Regions from separate parts of the Arachis hypogaea genome. Here region 2 is linked to region 1. Evidence: chromatin contacts called from public Hi-C data. All regions are on one chromosome and are shown on one strand. Each heading gives the region's core, a stretch centred on a gene start, on an enhancer-like site or on the middle of the called end of the contact. The rest is flanking DNA. Distances are from core to core; before and after follow the strand shown. Region 1 has its middle 12 kb from the start of LOC112785573. Region 2 holds the start of LOC140182847.

Evidence for each region. Hi-C and Micro-C count contacts between places; a contact is called where the count stands out from the background.
Region 2: a contact with region 1 is called in a Hi-C map of leaf, with 2.8 times the contacts expected there. The contact joins the promoter of LOC140182847 here to the enhancer-like site in region 1. A contact is called at or near these places in 2 of 8 Hi-C or Micro-C datasets (both in leaf).

Annotation. Positions count from the first base shown.
Region 1 is chr20:20,998,054-21,002,831 of arahy.Tifrunner.gnm2.J5K5, forward strand. No RefSeq gene overlaps it. Among protein-coding and RNA genes, the nearest start is that of LOC112785573, 12 kb to the right of the region's middle. Within about 2 kb of position 1,443, at least 2 of the 3 cell types and tissues checked have open chromatin away from gene starts, as enhancers often do.
Region 2 is chr20:21,139,676-21,143,945 of arahy.Tifrunner.gnm2.J5K5, forward strand. It overlaps LOC140182847, which reads right to left and starts at 2,151. Exons shown (of 3, transcript XM_072230364.1): 1 at 1,562-2,151; 2 at 650-996; 3 at 1-531. The coding sequence starts at 2,016. The coding sequence ends at 422.

The DNA of each region.
Region 1 (4,778 bases), core at 193-2,692:
TTTCAATCTTAATCAAATTTTATTTTTTGTTTTAACAAAAATATTTTCATAAACTGAACCAACTGTCATCGCTAATACTTTTACTAAATTTGCTATGGTAGCATGATCTTTGATCAGCGTGTAAATTGTGGCATTATGTAATATTCAAGATTGCAAGAGCGGCGGCTCTCCTAGGGTTTCCTCATCTGGGATCCTGGGGAAGAGGATCAAGTTGGCCCTTACGAACAGCTTGATGCACTATCTCCCTCAACTCTTTGAACGAAATGCGGCAAAAGGAAAGAAAATCCATGGACCGACCCCACCGATCAATAAACTGGTGAAATTATTGGTTTAATGATTTATTGGTTCGATCGGAGTTCAACTGAGTTTAATCAGTTTTATTAAATATTAAATAAAATTATTAAAAAAATTATATATAATTTTAAATATATAAATTTAATAATTTTTAACTTAATAAAATTTAAAATTTCATAATTTAAATTTTCTAGCTTAATTTTTAGGGTTCGTTTAGCCCTTTTTTCTCTTTAAAAAAAAGAACAAAACGACGCCATCTGGAAGGTTTGTTTTCGAACGGGAAACTCTCTAAAAAACCGAACGATTCTATTAATTTACCGGTTAACTATCAATTTGACCGATTTTTTGTTAGATGGTTTATAGACTTAACTGGACCAATTAAGTGATTGATTTTTGATTAATCCAGTTGAACTGGCCAGTATGTTTCGATTTTCAAAACTATGATAATATCATTAGGCAAAGAGTCCACACCTATGCTCTATATGTTGGTTCTAAATTGGAGAAATGTGAAATGAGTGAGATTCAAGAAGTGAAAATTTAATTTGAATGCTGGTTGAATCAAGAGATTAATAAACTGGAAGAAACATAAGTGGGTGATTTTTTTTTTTGGGTGGTAATTTAAGATGTTTGAAAAAATAGGAATTTGATCATCTTTGAAAATAAGATGGTGCAGGTTGATAGTTGCTATGGGAGAAAACAAAGGCAGTGGTCATGTTGTGAGAACAATAATAAAAAGAAAAGAAAAGTGAGAGTATATTATGTTGGTGAGAATAGTAGAAGGTGGATGTAGTGGCAATGTGTTATGTTCACACCTGAATGTAAAGTGTATGTAATTGGTGGTTATTTGACAACAATTGATGAGCTGCCCAATGCTTCATGGATGAAATGGTCAAGGATACTTCTATTCGAAAATATTTAATAATAAAAAAAATTAATCCAAACAACTTAATTATTGTTAGAATTAATAAATATTAAATAAGATATAAATTTAATTTTTTTTGTCTGCTTAAAATTATTGATTTGGATCACGCATTAATAAAAGGTATGCAAGTGGTGACACAGTTTTTGTTCGAAGTACTGTGGACAATAAAAGGGGGTTGGATTGGATTTTGGGTAAAAACAAAACTAACACAGCATTTAACTTGAACTATTTCTTCAAGAATGTGGCTTTGGAGTATAGAGGAGGAGAGAGTTTTATGACGTGTGCACAGTATAGGGATGGCAACAGGTCCCATCGGGGTGGAGACATGTCTCTCGTACCTCGCCCTCCGTCTCCCACTTTTAATATCTGTTTTCGTCTCTGCCCCGTCCCCTTAACAGATAATGGAGACCTCGTATTTATCGGAGACCCAACCCAGCGGATATTCTGAATTTTTGTAAAAATTAATAAAAATTGAAAAAAATAAAAAAAAATTAGAGAAAATTAAAGATAATCTTCAATTGTCATTATAAAACATAATATTCATAGTCTTTAAAGACTTAAATAGCAATAACAACAAATATAAACATCCAAACATATCCCTAAACAACCAAATATTACATAAACAACCAACCATATCCATTGGGAGTTCTTGAAGTTGAGATTGAAGAGCCTCTTGTGTAGTTTGAATATTAGTGCTTATAGGTTCTTCCGATGAAGTACTCTTCTCAAAAGTATTACTCAATGCATCTAAAGAAGACATTCTATAAATCCTGAAATATAAATCATGAATCAAAATCACATTAATCCAAAATATAAATCATGAATCAAAAATTCAAAATCAGAATCTCATTAACCTAATTCAAAAATATAAATTATAACTAAAAATAAAAAATTTAGAATCGAAATTTTATTAACCTAACTCAAAAATATAAATTATAACTAAAAAAAAAATTCAGAATCAGAATCTCATTAATCTAACTCAGAAATATAAATTATAAATTAAAAATAAAAAATTCAGAATCAGAATCTCATTAATCTAAGTACCTAACTCAAAAATCAGAACCTAATTATCCTATTTCAGAAATTCAGAATCAGAAAATTTAGAACTCAGAACCTAATTACCCTAATTCAGAATCAAATCAACCCTAACTAGAAATCAGAATCAAATCAACCCTAATTAGAAATCAGAATCAGAAAATTCAGAACTCAGAACTAAATTATACTAAATCAGAAATTCAGAATCAAATCAACCCTAATTAGAAATCAGAATCAGAAAATTCAAAACTCAGAACCTAATTACTCTAATTCAGAAATTCAGAAACTACAAGACTGACTTACCCGACGGAGAAAATGGGTAGACCAGTGATGAGCCACTATTTTATGGTTTATTTTGTACTGAATTGAGTGGATTTTGTCAACTATTCTCACACTTATTCATGTAAATTGCATGTTTTTAAGTTTCCTTCCTAATTTTGTGCTATGATTAAAAACATGCTTCTTAGGCTTTAAAATTGCTAATTTTTAATCATTTCTTATTACCATTCGACGTCGTGATATGTTTGTTAAGTGTTTTCAGGGTTTATAAGGCAGGAATGGCTTAGAGGATGGAAAGGAAACATGCAAAAGTGGAAGGAACACAAGAAATTGAGAATTTCAGAAGCTGGTAGCAACGCGTACGCGTGACTGGTGCAACAGACAAACGACGCATACACGTGGATGACGCGTACGTGTGATTAGGAATTCGTTCAGCGACGCATACGCGTGGATGACGCATATGCGTGACAAGTGTCACATGTCTCAGTTATGAGAAAACGCTGGGAGCAATTTCTAGGCTGTTTTTGGCCTAGTTTCAAACCCGAAAATGAAGATTAAAGGCTATAGAGTGGGACGAATCGGGGAAGGATCATTCATTCACACTTTAGGTTTGAGATGTAGGTTTCTCGAGAGAGAGACTCTCTCCTCTCTCTAGATTTTAGGGTTTTTAGTCTTATTTCTTCTTAGATTCAGATTTTCACCTTGCTTTAATTTTGTTTTTCTTTACTCTTGTTTGTTCTTGCATCTTACTTCTTTTAGTTTATTTGTTATTGCTTCTGTCTGTTTACTTCACTGTTGATGCACTCTTGCTCCCTTTGATTTAGATTAATGCAATTTATATTTTTATGTTATTGTTCTTTCTTTAATTGTTGGTTATTGTTGTCTTGCAATTGGGTATTTTAGATTTTATTATCTCTTATTAGTTTTTTATACTTTTGTTTTGTACCTTCCAAGTGTTTGATAAAATGCTTGGGTGGATTTTAATTTAGATTTTTATGTTCTTGACTTAGATTGATTAATTAGAGATTCTTGAGTTATCAAAATTCTTTCGTTGATTGGTGATTGAAAGTTGCTATTGGCTTGAGCCTCACTAAATCTAGTCTTTGATTAGGACTTGTGAACTTAAGTAGATTTTGCTCGCTTGACCTTCAACTAAGCGAAGGCAATTTACATTTACCATCACAATTGACGATGATAACGAGGATAGGACTTTTAATTCTCAATCCTTGCTAAGAGCTTTCTTAGTTAATAGTTTATTTTTCTCGCAATCTATATTTTCTTGTTCCTTATTTCAAAAACCCAAAAAATATAATTTCCCATAACCAATAATAAACTACACTTCCCTGCAATTCCTTGAGAGATGACCCGAGATTTGAATACTTCGGTTAATTTTATTGGGTTTGTATTTGTGTCAAACAATCTAAACGTTGATTGAGGTTTAATTGTTGGTTTAGAACTATACTTGCAACGCCATATTTTTGTGAAAATTTTTATAGACACATTTTTCCTCCGTCAACTAGAGAAGACCAGCAATTTGGCGGACAGACGACGACCGGCGACGAGGAGAAGACGACGTGGCCGCAACAGGGAGATCGAGACCTGCCGTGAGCGACCGAGCCACTTAGGGGTTGGGAGGCGGCGCGGACCCAGAGGGTAGGAGGTGGCGGTCCGCAGTGTCTCGAGAAAGAGAGAGGAGAGGTTGAGGGTTTGAACTTCGAGGAGGAGTGGAGAGGAGAGGAGACGAGACTGTGGCGCTGAAGGACGCAGAGGGACGCAGCGGTCAGCGGTCGGCGGTGTTCGAGAAGGAGAGGAGAGGATACGAGACTAATGGTTTCACCTTTGAGGAGGACTGAAGAGGAGAGGAGACGTCTAGATTTTTCCAACAATGGCTCATATATTATATATATATCCAGAGTATTTTCATCTTCTCATATAAATGGATTTAACGGATCTCCACGAGGCGGGGACCTCTATCCCGTCCCCGCCCCGGCCCCGTTTATTATACGGGGCCATCTCCATTCCCGTAAGTAAAAATTATCTTCCATACCTGCCTCCGACGGGTAAATTCCTGCAGTACCTGCCCCGCCAGAAATTTTTGCCATCCCTAGCAGAGCGGAAGCAATTGGCCCCCGAAACATAATAGTGCATGGAGACAATGGATATAACAGTTGGCATAGAGACAGAGAGCATGATATTGAAGATCTTATTTGGATTGAAATTGGTGCCATTATATGCATGAATCAACAAG
Region 2 (4,270 bases), core at 901-3,400, 140 kb after region 1:
TGGCATTTCGTTCATGATGTATTGTCAGATGTATGAAAACTAATTTCCGAGTTCATAGATTCAAACCGACTCAGCATAGAAAAATAGAAAAACCAAACGTGTTCTTGCATTTCAACATCATTTCTAGTCATATTGACAATAAATAATTTGACTAACTTTATTCAAAGGTGATGACTCCGATGCAGAGTAAAAAGTAAGAATGTATAGATATAAAGAAAGAGGCTATAACTCTGTATCTCTGTATAATCTTACTCTGTATCAAAGTAATCACCTATTCAAAAATACATTTACTATTTTACTGATCCCACCAAATTTGGTGACTCTGCTGAAACATAAAATGTTACACTTATATCTATAAAAGAATTTTTCTGAAAACTAAACCATCCATATATTAACTAGCACCGTTGTAATCAGTTTCACTTCACAGTTCCCAGAAATGAAAGAAGAACTTACCTTTAGAAAGAGGTTTCACTTTTCCGCCATGGAAAACAGAACGAAAAGCTCTTAGCAATGCCGTTGCAGAAGGCTTCCCTAAACAATTTGAATATCAGCACTTAGATTCATAATTAGGCTCAAAATATTTCCAACTAACCAACAAAATTCTGCAATGTGACATTAAACATGTAACTCAAATTAAGTAGCAAATTACCTTTGGATTCAGAATATCCAACCATGATTTTGTTAGCTTCTAGAAGCCTAGAAACCTCTCTACCAGATTCAAAAGCACGAAAGAATCTATGCTCAATTTCCTTCATGCTAGTAACAAAATCTTTAGCTCTATGTGTGATGAACTGAGAAGGATCTTCTCTTTCAGTGTGCACATTTTCCACATTGCTTGGTAACTCCATCTTCAAACCTTCAACTACTCTTAAAACAAATGATAATTGGTCATAGCAATTTACTGATGAACCCCTGCACCCATTTCCTCTGTTAATATCCTTTTCATTATCCACGGAGTTTAGGAAATCCTCTCCTTCTCCATGCTTGCACTCGAGTCTATGTTACACAGATACAAATACTAATTATGATGCTGAATACAATTTTATGGAAAGGAAAATCACAAATTTAAAAGTAGGTTACATTAATATACGTACTCAGTATTGAATACGATATAATAATACAGTATGATCCGTGCATACAATATTTTTTTTTTTGGGAAAAAAAATCATACTAAATAGACAAAAACAAAATGATATCAAATCAATCACTTATATAAAATATATACTAAAAATAAATTAAATAACTTAAATATTTATATATAAATCTATAATAACTGATCTGGTGTGATTATTTATATACATATAATATTTTTGAAATATATATATTATTTAATTCATCTCGAGGATAACTAAATTTGTGACACATATAATTTTTTGAAAAAAAATATCAAAATTTTCGGAAAAATAAACACTAGTTTATTGAATACAGCACGACGCAATATAATTTGATAGATAGGATCGGTTCATGGAAAAATAGTCACAAATTTAAAATTTAAGATAGATCATACACGTAAACACAACACGAGTAAATACCAAAGTATTTGTGCATTTTAAACTCAAACCTTAAAGGATTAAAGAAATCCGAAGAAGAAGCAGCACCATTCTCAGTAGTAGAAAGTGAAGGTACCGAAAATTCACGATCCAAGTAACTGCCGTAACTGCAATTTTTATTTATGCTAACAGTGAGACCAACATCTTCATTGTCACGTGACCTCGTTGGGTAACCCACGTGACTTCCATCTTCATCATGAGCACGTGATGGTGACGAAGAAGAAGAAGGGTAATTTGATTCAGAAACAGAAACCGAACCCGAAGGTGGCGAGTCTAGTAACTGTGCCTGAGCGTAACGGCGAAGAACAACGCCAATGTTTTGAAGAGAGTGAATGTAAGAAAGGTGCGAAGCAGAGAGAGCGTATCTTGAATCAATGGCTGAGTTTATGAGCCTCTTTCGTTCCTTGCAGAGCCGCAAAGGTTCGTTATTTCTCTTCTTGTGATTTTTGAACATCACCCAACCCATCTCTGTTACGAGAAAGTTCGCAAATCACAACAGAGTTTGAATGGAACCTCTATCACCGCATTCACCGAGAAACATCCCAAAATACACGCTGTTGTTTGTTCTTTTTCACTTCTTCTATATACAACAAATACTAGTTTAGAAGGGATAAAAAGCATTGATGACAATGAGGCATTGGTGAAATTGGTAATATAGTGGTGGCTTTTTTTGTTTTCTGCAAAAGAAAATATTGGAATCTAAAACTTTTTCTGTTCCTAAATAATTAGTCAAACACTTTACCTTTTTTTTTCCCTGCTCCACTGATTTATTGATTGGTAGAAAGTAAAAAGTACCTACCTATACTTGTTTGGTATGAACTCGAAAATTAAAAATTATTAGACCATCATTTAGTCAAATATAATAAATTATATATGAATTTTTATTATTAATTAGTTATTTATTAAATAAAAAGTTAGAATTTTAACAAAGTCCTTTAAAAATCATTTGTCTTTTGTAATTTTTATAGATCTTTTCCAAATTTACAATAGTTATTACTTTTTAGTAAAACAAAATAAAAGTAGTTTTAATAAGTATAGACTATAATAATTGTGTAATCTCATTTTTGTGTATATAATAATTTATTAATAAACATCAAATTAAACTCATAAATATAGTTTAGATTTGCAGTCAATTAATTCTCAACCAATCAACCTAAAAGATATCATTAGTTAAAAAAAGCTATAATAAGTATTTGATAAAATTATTTTTAAAATTTAAAATAATTTTAGTAAACAAAAATAAAAGAAGTAAGAAAACTCTATATATAAAGGTTTATATTAAATTTTTTATTTTAGCTTAAAAAAATACAAATTAATTTTAAAAAATATTTTTATAGATACTTTAAAAAATATTGTCAACTCTTAAAAACTAAAAATACATGCACATAAATGTTTATTTAATTTTACCAAATACAAAACATTAACTTATGTTCTTAAAAAGGTTCAAACACCTCCAATAAACTTTATCAAACACATTCTAAGTGTGCTGATTTCGTTGGTTAAGACTCAATATGATCTAAGAAATATACGGGTAAGCAAGCCATTTTAGTGTTTCTGTATTATAACATATATGAATCAAATTAGTTCATTAACACAAGTCAAGTTAGTCTTTCAAAACATTATCAAAAATATTGACTGGTATTTGTTATAATACAAACTAGAGTATATACCTATACGAGGTGCAGAAAATATTTATTTAATTTATGTTTTGTTAGTCTTTTTTAATTTAATTTTTTATTATTTAATTTATATAAAAATTATTAGAAATTCTAACTCATCTTTTTAATTATTCTCCTAATTTTTAAATAGTTTTATATTTTTTAACTTTTATTCATCTAAGTATTAAAAGAATAATTAAGAAGATAAATTAAGTCTCTTAATTATTACTCAAATTTTATTATTTTAAATTAATATTATTTGTAAATTTTATTTTTTAATAAATATTTAACTAATTTATTCAAATCATGAAGTGTATATATTTTATTTTAAAATTATATTAATTAAAGTTGATACATAATAATAAAAGAAAGAAATAAATTAAATTTATTAGAATAATTGATATTAATAGAATTTTAGTTATTAAATGTCAATTTTCATATAATTCTAAAGAAGATATTTTTTTAAAATATTCTGAGAAAAAGAGAGGTATGCACCTTGGCATGAGAACGTATCACGTCAATATTTTTGACACTATAATGCTACCTAATATAATAATATTATTTGTAGATTTTATTTTTTAAAAGATCTTTAACTAATTAATTTAAACAATGAGATGTATATATTTTATTTGTAAATTATATTAATTAAAATTGATACAAATAATAAAATATATAAATTAGATTTATTAGAATTTTTTTTGTGACTAATTAGATTTATTAGAATGATTGGTAATTACTAGAATTATAATCATTAAATGTCAATTTTCGTATAAGTCCAAATTAAAGAAGGTATTTTTCTAAAATATTTTAAAAAAAAGAAAAGTATGCATAAGGACATTAGAAAGCGTCATGTTAGTATTTTTGATGTTAGAATGCTACTCGTTGTAAGATAATATTAAGCTATTATTTGTAGATTTTATTTTTTAAAGAATATTTGACTAATTAATTCAACCAATGAGATGTATATATTTTATTTGTATATCATGTTAAATTATTAATTAAGGTTGATACATAATAAAAGAAAAATATAAATTAGATTTACTAGAACTTATGATACACAAA